Regions from separate parts of the Mus musculus genome. Here region 2 is linked to region 1. Evidence: chromatin contacts called from public Hi-C data. All regions are on one chromosome and are shown on one strand. Each heading gives the region's core, a stretch centred on a gene start, on an enhancer-like site or on the middle of the called end of the contact. The rest is flanking DNA. Distances are from core to core; before and after follow the strand shown. Region 1 holds the start of Slc35c1 (solute carrier family 35, member C1). Region 2 overlaps Gm13817 (a long non-coding RNA gene).

Region 1 (6,258 bases), core at 2,240-4,739:
AAGTTACTTAACCTCTCTGAGTTCCAATTCCCTTCATCTGTAAAAACTGGGGCCACGTTTTTGCTACTATGTTAACCAATCTACTACTCTGTCTTACAACTAAATAATCTTTCTACAGTGGATATTTCCTGTGGCTCCCAACTGTCTTCAGGAAACATTCAAATGTGTGTTCCCAGCCTGTACTACTGGAGCAGTCTCATGCCAGCAATGACTTTTCAGCTAGGCCTGCTCAGGTTATCCCACATGCTCCCTGCTCCCTCTAGATACCCACAGCCCTTAGCATCTAGTGTAACTATCGTTTCTGCCATCAACATCATTCACGGACCAGGAGCAAGGACCCCACCCTTCCTTTCTCAAACTTGTACCCTAAAACTCAGTACAGGGCCTGGAAAATACTTGGCCACAAGCTAATAGCTGCTCAATGGATGGAGTGAGAGCAGATAGAGACTGCTAGGAGAAAGGTACAAGTCTTCAAGAAGCTGGAGAGAGGCAAGGTGGTGCTCCTGCAGCCCCAGTTGCCTGGGACTTGAGGGCAACATAGCAAGATGCTATCTCAGAACAAGGGCACCAGACTCTCCAGCCTCACAGGCACTTGGCTCAGCAGAGCCCACGGTGGGTTTCCCTGCACAGTCAGAGCACCCTGTACCTCCTGGTGGTTACCACTAGAGTCTAGAAGTGACTCCATTCTTCATTCTCAAGGTCCTAGACCCTAGAGGGGCTGTGAGCCCGACAGGCTTTGCAAAGTGCCGCATGTCTAGGAGGCCTTTCCAGAGATGGGCCTTCTCCACAGGAGGAAGGGAGGGGAGAGCCAAGAGATGGGGCCAGTAGTGGGGGCAGCAGAGAGCTCCACTTTCCCGTGCCACTTGGGCAGGCCGCCATGGGGCTCAGCTGCCTCACTATCAGCTACTTGTCCCTTTGGGGACCCGGGCTCAGGTTCTCCAGAGACTGTACCTTCCTGCATGTAAGTTCTCCTACTAGGAGGCCCATCCCCTCTAACGTTGGCAGGGCTGGTGGACTGAAGTGGGACCCCACGGTAGCTTGTAGGCTGGAAGGAGGAGTACCAGATCTCTTAGGGTATGTATGTGGGGGCAGTGGGAGGCATCCTGCCACTATCTGACCTCTCTCCGCCCAGACCCCTTAACCCTGGATCCAGGAGCTGCCCAACCAGGGCAATGTTTCTAGGGAAGACAGTACAGGTTGGCCTGGTCCCTACATCTAGAGCACCCAGCCTGGGCCTCAGAGACACCAGGGACATCTAAATAGGCCAAACAAGACGAACTAAAATCCAGAGCAGGTACAAATGAAGGTTGCTTTTCGTTCATTCAGGACTCTGAGGGGAAAGATGCCCTGGTCTCTGTAACCCAGCAGCCACTAAATTCATTCAAAGTGGCAAACATGTTCCCTAACACATGCTGTCCAAGCCAAGAGGCCCTTGCTCCATGTGACTGCCGGGCACTGAAAAGATGTTGGCGGAATCAGGACATAGTGGCTGCCGTTAAGGGGCCGGATGCTTCAAAGTTCCTGGGCTTTCATTTAAAAGCACATTTAGACTGTAGTGATAGTGTTGGTTTTCATTGCGCTAACTCCCAAGGGTCAGGAGCAAAGCAGACTGGCTTGAAACACAGGCCAGGGAGTATGACCAACTGGGGACTGCGTCCCAGACTATCTGCTTCTTAGTTGTGGGGCTGTGGCAAGGAGCGCAGCCTCTCCGAGCTGCAGTTTCACAGAGATGCCGCCACTCAGAGAGCTTATGGGTACAATAAAGAGGATGCTACAAGTGTAATGATCAGCACAACGCTCCTATCGGTAATTAATTACTTATGGTCACATCTGAGAAGGTAGTTAAAGCCTCTTAAAGCACACACATATTGACTGGACCACTGAAATGGCTCAGTGGGTAGAGGTACTTGTGCCAATTGTGATGACCTGAGTTCACCCTTGACCTCTTGAGAACAGTGGTGTGTTGGTCAAGAGTGTAACCTATGGAGGTAACTGCTTATGTGCAAATTTCTGCTACGTCAGTGATTACCTGTGTGATCCCAGCTACTTAGCTTCTCTGTGCCTTGGGTTTCTCTCCATAAAACGCAGCTATATTATACCTTGTAATGGGGATCCGTTACATTAACATGGCTCAAATGCTTAGCTAGATCTGAGTGTCTGGCTGGCTTTGCTGTAGTGTCTGCCTAACATTATTATGTTCACCTTGGCTGGATCCCTAACTTACTGAGTCACAGTAAGGAAGTTATTTGTTCTCTACAGGTCTCTCCCTATGACTGGTGGTGCAAAAGACCTGGGACAGATAATGAGTAATGTGGTATTGATCTTTACGATTCCTGCTCCCCACGCCCCCAGTCCCACTCACCAATGATGACGCCGCAGGTGAGCAGGGCATAGAAGGAAGTGGTCTGTTTGAGCAGCAGGTAGGAGAGAAGAACGTTGAACACGGTGGTGAGCGAGCGTCCCACGTTGTAGAAGGGCACCCCTACGTACTTGAGGCAGAGGTTATTGAAGGTTATCATGCCGATAAAGACCACTGACAGCGGCAGCACACTTCGGGCCACCTTGAGGTCCAGGTTTAGGGTGGGGAAGTCTACCATGCCGGGGCAGCAGGTGGCCAGAGTGCTGAGGCCCTTGCACAGCAGTGAGGTCACCAGGCATTGGTAGAAGGTGACAAAAATGGGGGTATCCAGCTGCAGGGAGGGGCTGTCCAGCAGGTACTTGTTGAGGAATACCATGGAAATGGAGGTGACCCAGTAGAGAGAGACCACCAGCGCGATCTGCAGAGCCCGGAGCAGAAATGGCTTGTTCCCGCTCTCTGACTCCTCGGAGACAGCAGAGACTCCAGTCAGCGCCATGCGCAGGATCCTGGACCGCTTCAGAGGCGCCCTGTTCATGGTGGCAGAAGAGCTGGGTCACCTTACGGCCAGAAGCAGTCCCTGGACTACAGGGCTTCAAGCAGCTAGGGTCTGTGGCTGCAGCCTTCAACTGTCACATGGGATGACCTATCGGTCCCCTCCTTCTTGGATGAAGTTCTGCTTCCGGATTTGCCGAGGTGCACCGCTCCTCATCTTGCTCGCTCCCGGGGCGGGGGAGGGAGGTGGTGTCACGAAACAAGACCCAGGGAAGGGAGAAGGGGCCTAACTAAGGATGTGGGCTTTGACAGCCATGGCCAGTTTGAGGACAGGGGACACGTGAGTCGCAGGGAGAAAGGAAGCGAGAGAGCGAAGGAAGGACGGAGCGGAGGAGGAAATAACTGGACGCGGACCGCGTGGGAAGCATGGGCTGCGGGAACCCCCGGAAGCACCCGCAGAGCCGAAAGGAGGGCGTGCTGCAGGGAGATCACCGAGGCTCAGGAAGGCGTCTCGAGGGACACGGACAGGGGCCTGACCGGAGCAAGGCCCTGCGGTTGCCACGAGCCGAATTCAAGTTCCGGCTCAGCGACGCGGGTCCCGGGCCACTTACCGAGCAGGGCGGGCCCTGCGCGCATTTCCTGACACGCCTACGAGCCGCCTTAAAGGGCCAGCTCGCAGGCCGTTGCCACTTCCCGCGGCCGTCAAGAGCTCCCCGGCAAGTCTGCACCTATGCCCACAGACCTGCCCTCTTCTTCCGGGAGTCCCCGGAGATCAGGGAAGGGTTTGCAAGTGCTATAGCCTCTCCCATTTTCTGGAAGGTTCTGTCATTCTCCCCTCCACCCGCACTATCTTTTCCCCTGATATCTTCAGATCGACCAGACTCGGTCAGGTGCATCTTCACCATCTACCCAGAAAATGGAATACCACCTTTCTGCTTAGGGAGACCCCCCCCCTCCCTCCGCCCAGCCCTTGCGCCCGGCTCCCCACCGTTGCACCTCCCTCGTCCCTCGAGCTCAGGCCACTCGGGAAGACCTTGTTGCAGTCCTCTCCTTTTTTCCTACCCCTATTTTCACCGCTTCCAGACCTAGTCAGGACATGAAGTCCCGGAGATCCAAGCAGCACTTCCAGAGGCGAGAAGCCATGTCACCTCCTCCAGATAAAGTCCATTCTGGATGCCCAGACCAAAGCCTCTGAGCTTCTCAATGCTGTATCCCCTTCCCGGGGCCCTTTCCCTTCCAGAACGTACCGTCCGTCCACCCGACTGGGCTCTGGTGTCCTGGCTGATGCAGGGACCTGGTGCTCACCCTCGGCGGTGCCCTCGGGTGCACCTGCAGCACCACCCTCGGCTGAACTTGCAACGCTGCCCAAGCCGCGCCCCCAGTACGACTTCCTGCCACGTCGGGCTTTGGGCAAGGTGGGGCGATTACCCACGGGAGCCCATCAAGAAAGCCTCTTTCCTTTATCTAAGGTCAACGCCATCTCCCACCCTCCACCCCAGCTAGCCTGGGACTCCTCCATTCTGTTACTGTCGTTTGGCGCATCCCTTGACAAGATGCATCTTTGGCCCTATGGGTCCAAGCTGGTGCTTCCAGAAGGGCGTGGTTGGGAGAACTGCGGATGCCGCCACTCCCCTACGAGAGTACCCTTCTCAGTCCCGGGAACCAGGCTTGAGTGGGCCATTAGCTCCAGGTCTTTTACACCTGGGCATCTGGAAGGGCTGACTTTTCTCTGGTTTCTCCCTAGCACCATTGTTGGACAGGCAAGTTTGCCCTAGGTTGAGCTGGTTTTATTATGGAAATGGCTAACACAGTGGGTTCCAGACTTATTGCTTATGTGGTTGGTTATAAAGATGTCTCGCTTAAAGTATTTCAATTACTATTTTATTAGTAGGGCCTGATGGTAAAGGGCTTGTAATCCCAATTGAGATAGGAAGATCAAAAGCTCAGCCGCGCAGTGGTGGCACACGCCTTTAATCCCAGCACTTGGGAGGCAGAGGCAGGCAGGCGGATTTCTGAGTTTGAGGCCAGCCTGGTCTACAGAGTGAGTTCCAGGACAGCCAGAGCTACACAGAGAAACCCTGTCTCGAAACACCAAAACCAAACCAAAACAAAAAATGTTCAAGGCCTGTCTGAGTTACAGGATAAAATTCAAGGCCAGCCTGGGCAATTTAGTGAGACTTGTTTCAAAAAGGGGGGCTTGGGCACACATACCTAGACATGAATAAAGGGTTGGAGATCAAGCTCAGTGTTATATAGCTCAGTGTTAGAGTGCTTGCCTGGGATGCACAAGGTCCTGGGTTCAATTCCCAGGACAGCAAGGGAAGAGGGGTGGGGAATCAGTACTGATTTGTCAAAATATAAAATTGAAACACATTTAGCTATAGATTTGCTGGTTTTAATGGACAGCTCCACTTCTAGGGGAGACAGTGATTGTCTCTTTCAGAGAACATGGGGGGAGAGCACCTCCTGTGTGCCTGACCAGGGGCTGCATGTGAGGTAGCTAAGCAAAGGTATTAGAGTGTTTTTGAGATCACTGTTGTTAGTATTCCGTCTAAGCTCCACCCCACAGTTACCTGGCAATAGCCAGGTAGGCCTGGCACACTATAAAAGGGGCTGCTTGCCCCCTCCTCCCTCTCTTGCCTCTTGCTCTCTTGCTCCCTCTCATTCCCTATTTCCTTCTCCCTCTCTCCACGCCATAATGGCCGGCCTGTACTTCTCTACTCTCTCCCTCTCTCTGCCTCTACTACCCTCTTAACTCCCTTCCCCATGTCCTGAATAAACTCTATTCTATACTGTACTATTGTGTGGCTGGTCCCTCAGGGGGAAGGGATGCCTTGACACGGGCCTGGCAAGGCACCTCTGTTCCCCATACTTAACCACACCCCATAGAACATAGTCTTATATCTCTCTATCTTTTTATAAATGCATCAACTGTCTTATCCACAGCATTCTGTCCTTCCGGAGAGGCTTTTAAGTTACTCTGGGGGGCCTGCCGCTGGAAGAGGGAGCCCTCACAGACAACATTGCTCAAAGGACTTCCTACGCTCAGGTTGCACGGAAGTTAGACTCCAGACATAATTTATCAGCCATCTTACCAATCTCATTTGGAGCATTTTCCAGAAAGGAGTTCTTACAGTTGGCTTAGACAATTGTGTTGAAATTCCTGGGTGTCAGCCAGGGGGAGACCAAACCAGGAGACTAAGGGGCCTCTGTCCCTGCTCATCAGTGTCCTCTCACTGTCCTCTCTCAGGAGCTCACATCCAAGCATCAGAACCACAACAGGGGATTGAACAATAGGAAGACGTTGGTTAAACAGACCAGGTGTGTGTGTGTGTGTGTGTGTGTGTGTGTGTGTGTGTGTGTGCAAGCTGGCGTTGGTCTTTAAGAGAAACTGGTCTGTTTTGAGA
Region 2 (5,893 bases), core at 267-2,766, 70 kb after region 1:
AGCATCAGGCTGACTCTGGTGAAGGCTTCATAGATGGCATCTCATTGGTAAGAATATGTATGAGGGTATCAGAGGACCGGTGGAATGACAGCAGCCAGGCTCTTTTCTAACAACCCTCTCACCAGAACCACCTCAGGGTTACCTGAGAACTACCTCATCCCCAGGGAACCAGATGACCTTCCAGTAAGGCTCATTTCTTTAAAGTCCCACCAGTTCAACACTGTCACCAACACTCGGGCCTCTGTAATATAGCCACACCCCAAACACAACCCAGGGAAGGAGAGCAGCCAGGGCCTCCCAAGGGGTGGGAACACTTTGTGGAGTTATGGGGTGCCTCAGGGAGAAACAGTGGGTCAGGCAGAGGGCAACCAGCAAGAGGGCTGTAGAAGGGGCCGTATTAACTAGAGGAAGATGTGTCAGATCACCTCACCTTAGGCTGGATGGCTTTACTGTTTTAACTTCTGTGTTGGGAAATCTTTCAGAGAGTTAAAGAACAGTGACAAGATACATTCATGCTTAAGATTTCCCTTGGCCACTGAATGGAGTCAGATGACCGCAGGCACCTTTTGAGGACAGGGAATCCAAGGTCTAGCAGGCAAACATTTGCGTCACAGTTCATTCCATTTGTGGACTCTGCTTCTTTTTAAGTGAGCTGTAACTGATCCAGGAGAGGCATCTAGGTAGTGTGGGGGAAGATATCAGGACACATGCCCGTGTAATAGTTCGTTCTGATTCATTAAAAGTCCTGCTGGGTCTGACCTGTGGCTTTCCAGGTCCAGTCCAAATAAGAAGTGGGGGCATCTAGAAAGAAAACATGGCTCCCAGGAAGGACTCCTGCAGACGTGGCATCAATAAATAAAAGTCCCAAGCTTACCTGACTTCTCTTCTTCTCCAGCATCCACTTCAACAAATCCCTCAGACTCACTCAAAACATCTGACTTGACCTTTTTCTCTAGGGATGCTAGGGAGCATCTTTTAAATCTTATCCCAAAGAGTGTTACCTACATAGTCGATCAATCAGTCACCGTCTCCTGGAGTTGTGCAGTTCCTGCTTCTCTCCAGCCTCACCCGGGGCTACCTTTCTCCGGCCGCCTACCTGCCTCTTACCTCTACAACTGCGGCTGAGAGCCAGGATCACAGAACCTGGGGAAGGTGCTTCCAGAGGCGACTGTGGAATGGGGCTGCCCTTCCACTCGCAGGCAGGGAAGTCTGGGTAGAGGGGAGGGGTCTTTTCGAAGCAGGTGGGACAGGCCGGTGCTCTACCTGTCCCTACTTTGTGTTCCAAGAAGCATAAAGTCTGGCGTTTGGGGGTGGCATGAGGAAATGGGTGGACGGTCGGTGCTAATGAGGCGTGTGTTTCAGCTGTTCGCAGTTGTTCCGCACAGAGGAAGCAGGAGGCCGGAAGCCTCTGGGCGGCGGCGAAGCTGGGAAAGCTTTAAGCTGGGAATCTGCGTCTCTCCAGCCACCAGCTTTGGAGGGGACAGCAGCGGCTCCCACTGGCTTCAGCTCTGCATTCTGGTTGGTTGTCTCTGCCCATCGGCAGCCAGCTCCAGGCCTGGTCCCACCCCATCTGCCGCACTATCACCCGGGATTGGCTGAACTCGGCAAGGCTAGGCTGCCTTGCCTCTCGCCATCAGATTCTTCATTAAACAAATGAATCACAATCCTAATTAATTTGAGCAACAGAATTTATGTAACTACTCCCAGCAGGATGTCTGCTCTCAGTCGGTAGCGAGATGAATTCCTCTCTCTGGGAAATTTCAGCCGCGCTGGTCAATAAAACCTTAATGATGACAGAAATTTCCCATCTGTCTCTGCTCTGAGCAGGTAACCCCTGCTACCTAGACAAGGGAGAGGACAAGGACGGTGAGAGACTGTCAGCCTGGATGAGCCCTGACCCACCTAGAACACACACTAGGCACCAACCAGCGAGAAGACTGCCAAGCCAGGCTTGTCCTGAATTACCTATACCCCGAAGGGGGTGTTTAACTTCTATTTGTAGAATGAATAAAAAAGTATGTGTTGCTCGTTGAGTTAGAAAATGGCCCTAAGGACCAGAGATATGACTCAGCGAGTTGCTTGCTCATCCCGCAAGTTTCACATCCTGAGTTGGATGTCCGGAACCCACATGGTAGGAGGAACGAATAAACTCCTTCCAGGTTTATTCTGACTTCTGCCCATGCAGTTATGGCATACACGCTGTCTCCCGCCCCCAGTAACTTTAAAATTTAAATGGCCTTAAGATCCAGAATTGCAAACACTCCTGGGCTTCCCCCTCCCTTTCCACTCCACACCTAATTTTGCCTTTTTAGTCTTCTGAGTCTTCTGGCTTACAGATTGGTCCTTGTGATGTCACCCTCCTGTCCTTGAACTAGCCATCCCTCACTTGAAACAGGCCTTTTGCTGTCTGCACCAGGAGGGTTTCTAAGTGAAAATGGTTTGGAATTAGTTTTCATTCCGACTCCCTCTATTCATCTGATCTCAACCTTCACCTCCTATGCAAAATACACAAACTTTTTTTGGCAGACAAAGCATTGTGAAAATGTGTCAGGGGGTGCCTGATTCATTTAATTATCACCGGGTGGAGTTTTAGGCAACAGTGCACAAGACAACTGGTTTCTAGGTTACAATCATCAGGCAGGCATAGAGTCCTTTTAGTGAGATTACAGGGATGGAGGGGCTTGGTGAGGACCCCAGGCTGGTTCTCAGCAGAGGGCTGCTACAGAAAGAGCAAGCCAGGCCCCACCCTGCTCTCTGCTTTCCATTACTTTCTCAGGAGAGTTGCTGCCGCTGTGACCCCTGCCACCACACCGTCTCCAGAGGGTGGCCCCAGAGTGCTGCCCACTCAAGTGTGATCTTTGAGCCTCCAAAGCTGTGAGCCAAACAAGCCTTTTCCTATGAAGCTGCTTTCTTTAGGCATTGCACTGTGGTAGCCATAGTAACCAGCAACGGAGGCATACAAACCTCTCAGGGCCATGCTCATTGTAGTGCAAGAAAAGATTCGGTAGAGCAGTGGAGGAGTGGGGAGGAGATTTGATGGTACATTTTAAAGCAAGGTAGCATTTTAGACACATGAATTTTCTCTATATATGTATGTATGCATATATACATAAAATTAAAAAGAAAGCCATACATTTTTATATTCTATTTTTGTTTAATGTGTGTGCTCCTGTCATGGTGCCTGAGAGGAGGGCAGGACAACCTGCAGGAGCTCATTCTCTGCTTCCACCTGATGTGTGCACGACATCAAACAAACTCAGAATATGAGGTGTAGTGGCCTTTACACACTGAGCCAGTTGACTGGCCCATAATATAGTGTGTGTGACTGTGTCTGTGTCTGTGTCTGTATGTGTATGTGTGTGTATATGTGTATATATGTTTTTCTGTATGTGTGTGTGTGTATGAGTGTATATGTGTATGTATGTGTGTGTATGTATGTGTGTGTGTATGTGTGTGTATGTGTACATACATGTGTGTGTATGTATGAGAGTGTGTGTGTGTGAGTGTGTGTTATGAGTGTATGTGTATATGTGTATGTATGTGTGTGTATGTATGTGTGTGTGTATGTGTACATGTGTGTGTATAGGTTGTGTGTACTAGCTGGAGTGGCTGCCTATACCTAGAAACACTACTTTGGACCCCTAGTGGCCACACTGAGCTGGGACTAAGATGATTCTCTCATTCTTGTCCCCATTACAACCACTTTAGTCTCATCTCCAGCCCTGCAGCATCCTTTTGCAGGGGCCAGTCTTCCCATCCTACCTCCACTCACAGAGGATTCTGCCAAACCTTGGAGTAGAACCCGCTTTTCTCCTTCCAGTGAAGCTTCTCAGCATCCCTCAGCATCCCCTCACCCATCCCCAGTCCTTCATGTCAGCCCCCAGGACCTGGAGACACTTTCTACCTGGGAACCTGGCATCTGGCAGTGACTCAAGTAGGAGACTCACACACTCCTTCCTGTCCACCAGAACAAGCTCTTCATTCTCACCCTCAGCCTAGGGACAGGTTGCTTATGAATGACCCTCTTCCCACTTTAACTTCATTCACTTCATTCACTGGAGACTCCTCCCACTCTTGCTTCAGACTCAGGGATGAGCCAGCGCCAACATGCCTGTCTCTCCAGATAACTCTTTGCTTTACTGTAACCTATTGGTAGGATCCTCTCTTCTCACCACAGCTCCAACTCACAGTGTACCTTCGCTCCAGATGTGGACAGGATCCCCTTAGCTCTTCGGGAAGTTCTCTCCTAGGCCACCTCAATTCCTCTCTGCCATCCTCCAAGCTGCATAAGTGTTTCCTGTCAGGCAACCCACAGCCATCACAATCTCCTAAGACCCAACGAGGCGCCAGTGGTAAACAAAGAATAGGATACCCACTCAACAAAGACAAGACCAGGTGTCAGCACCTAGAATCACCTCAATTATCCCTAGTCCAGATGCCTAGACACCGGTGCAATGACGCAAATGTGAACAGGACAGTATCCCTCCACCAGCACCCAGCAACAATACTACAGTAGGCCCTGAGAAATGCAATATAACTGAAGCACAAGACAAGGGCTTCAAAATAGCTATTATGTATATGTTCAAGGACCTAAGAAAAAATAAGAATGAACCCCTTAAGTCTGTGAAAACAAGACAGTTAGATGAAATGGTGAAATAATGAAAACAATGACATGAAAATTTGATTAGACTAAGAAATAGAATCACTAAGAAAAACTAAGACTGAAATAAAAAAATATTTAGGAAGTAAAACGAAACCATCAGCAGTGACCCTCACCAACAAGACATGGAAGACATGGAAGACATGGAAGACATGGAAGACATGGAAGACATGGAAGACATGGAAGAGACACTCCCAGGTGTTGAAGACAAGATAGAAGAAATGGTAGAGGGAATGTTAAAAAAAATTGTAGGCACAAAACATCCAGGAAATCTGGGCCAATATAAGAAGACAAAGTCTACGAATAATAGAAATAAAGGAGAAGAAACTCAGATCAAAGGCATAGAAAACATTTTCAACAAAATCATAGAAGAAAATTCCTCAACCTAGAGAAGGAGGAGCCTATCATGGTTCAAGAAACTCACAGAACACCAAACAAGATCAGAAAAGAAATTCCTCATGACAGACATACAATAATCAAGATACTAAATGTACAGAAAAGGAAAGAATATTTTTAAAGCTGCAAGGGAAAAAGACAAAGTAATATGTAAAGGCAGACCTATTAGAATAACACCGGACTTCTCAATGGAGACTCCAAAGTCCAGAAAGGCCTGAACAGATTTTCAACAGACTCTAGACGATGTATGTATGCCAGCCTGAAATTTATAACCAGAATAACTATAACTGTAGATCACAATAGATGGAGAAAGAGAAACATTTCATGATAAAAACTAAGTTAAGCACTATTTACCCACAAATCCATCTCTACAGAAGATGATAGAATAAAAACTTGATTCTGAAAAGATTAACTACCTGCAAGAAAACACAAGGGATAAGTAACCTCATACCAGCGAACTGGAAGAGCAGGGTGGGGGACCCACTCCGCAACAAGTGATGGGGACCAATAGACACACTCACTGATGTCAGTGGTCCCAGCTCCACAAAGAAGAGATACTAACCAAATAAAAAGATACACACTAACAGTGAAAAAAAAATCCATCTTTTTCCTGCATCAAGAAACACACTTGAAGGTCCAGGATAGACATCACCTCTGGATAAAAGAATGGAAAACAATATTCCAAGCAAATGGACCCAGAAAGCAAACTAGTGCAACCATTGTAAAATCTGACAAAATAGATTTCAAGCCAAAACTAATCAGAAGAGATAGGGAAGGACATACTCATCAAAGAGAATAGCCACCAGTAGGATATTGCAATTCTAAACATTTACCCAC

The links. Hi-C and Micro-C count contacts between places; a contact is called where the count stands out from the background.
Region 2: a contact with region 1 is called in a Hi-C map of forebrain, with 3 times the contacts expected there. The contact joins the enhancer-like site here to the promoter of Slc35c1 in region 1. A contact is called at or near these places in 1 of 484 Hi-C or Micro-C datasets (forebrain), 2 of 115 datasets of contacts at active chromatin or transcription factors (embryonic stem cells and extraembryonic endoderm stem cells) and 3 of 9 other capture datasets (adipose tissue, liver and pancreatic islet).

The regions. Positions count from the first base shown.
Region 1 is chr2:92,456,305-92,462,562 of GRCm38.p6, forward strand. Slc35c1 (solute carrier family 35, member C1) reads right to left here and starts at 3,490. Exons shown (of 2, transcript NM_211358.2): 1 at 2,363-3,490. The coding sequence starts at 2,894.
Region 2 is chr2:92,528,020-92,533,912 of GRCm38.p6, forward strand. Gm13817 (a long non-coding RNA gene) reads right to left here. Exons shown (of 4, transcript XR_374783.4): 2 at 4,196-4,297; 3 at 2,295-2,424; 4 at 1-1,841. Among named protein-coding and RNA genes, the nearest start is that of Gm13817, 10 kb to the right of the region's middle. Within about 2 kb of position 1,517, at least 201 of the 459 cell types and tissues checked have an H3K27ac peak or open chromatin away from gene starts, as enhancers often do. A contact at or near this core is called in adipose tissue, forebrain and pancreatic islet, where this site is marked.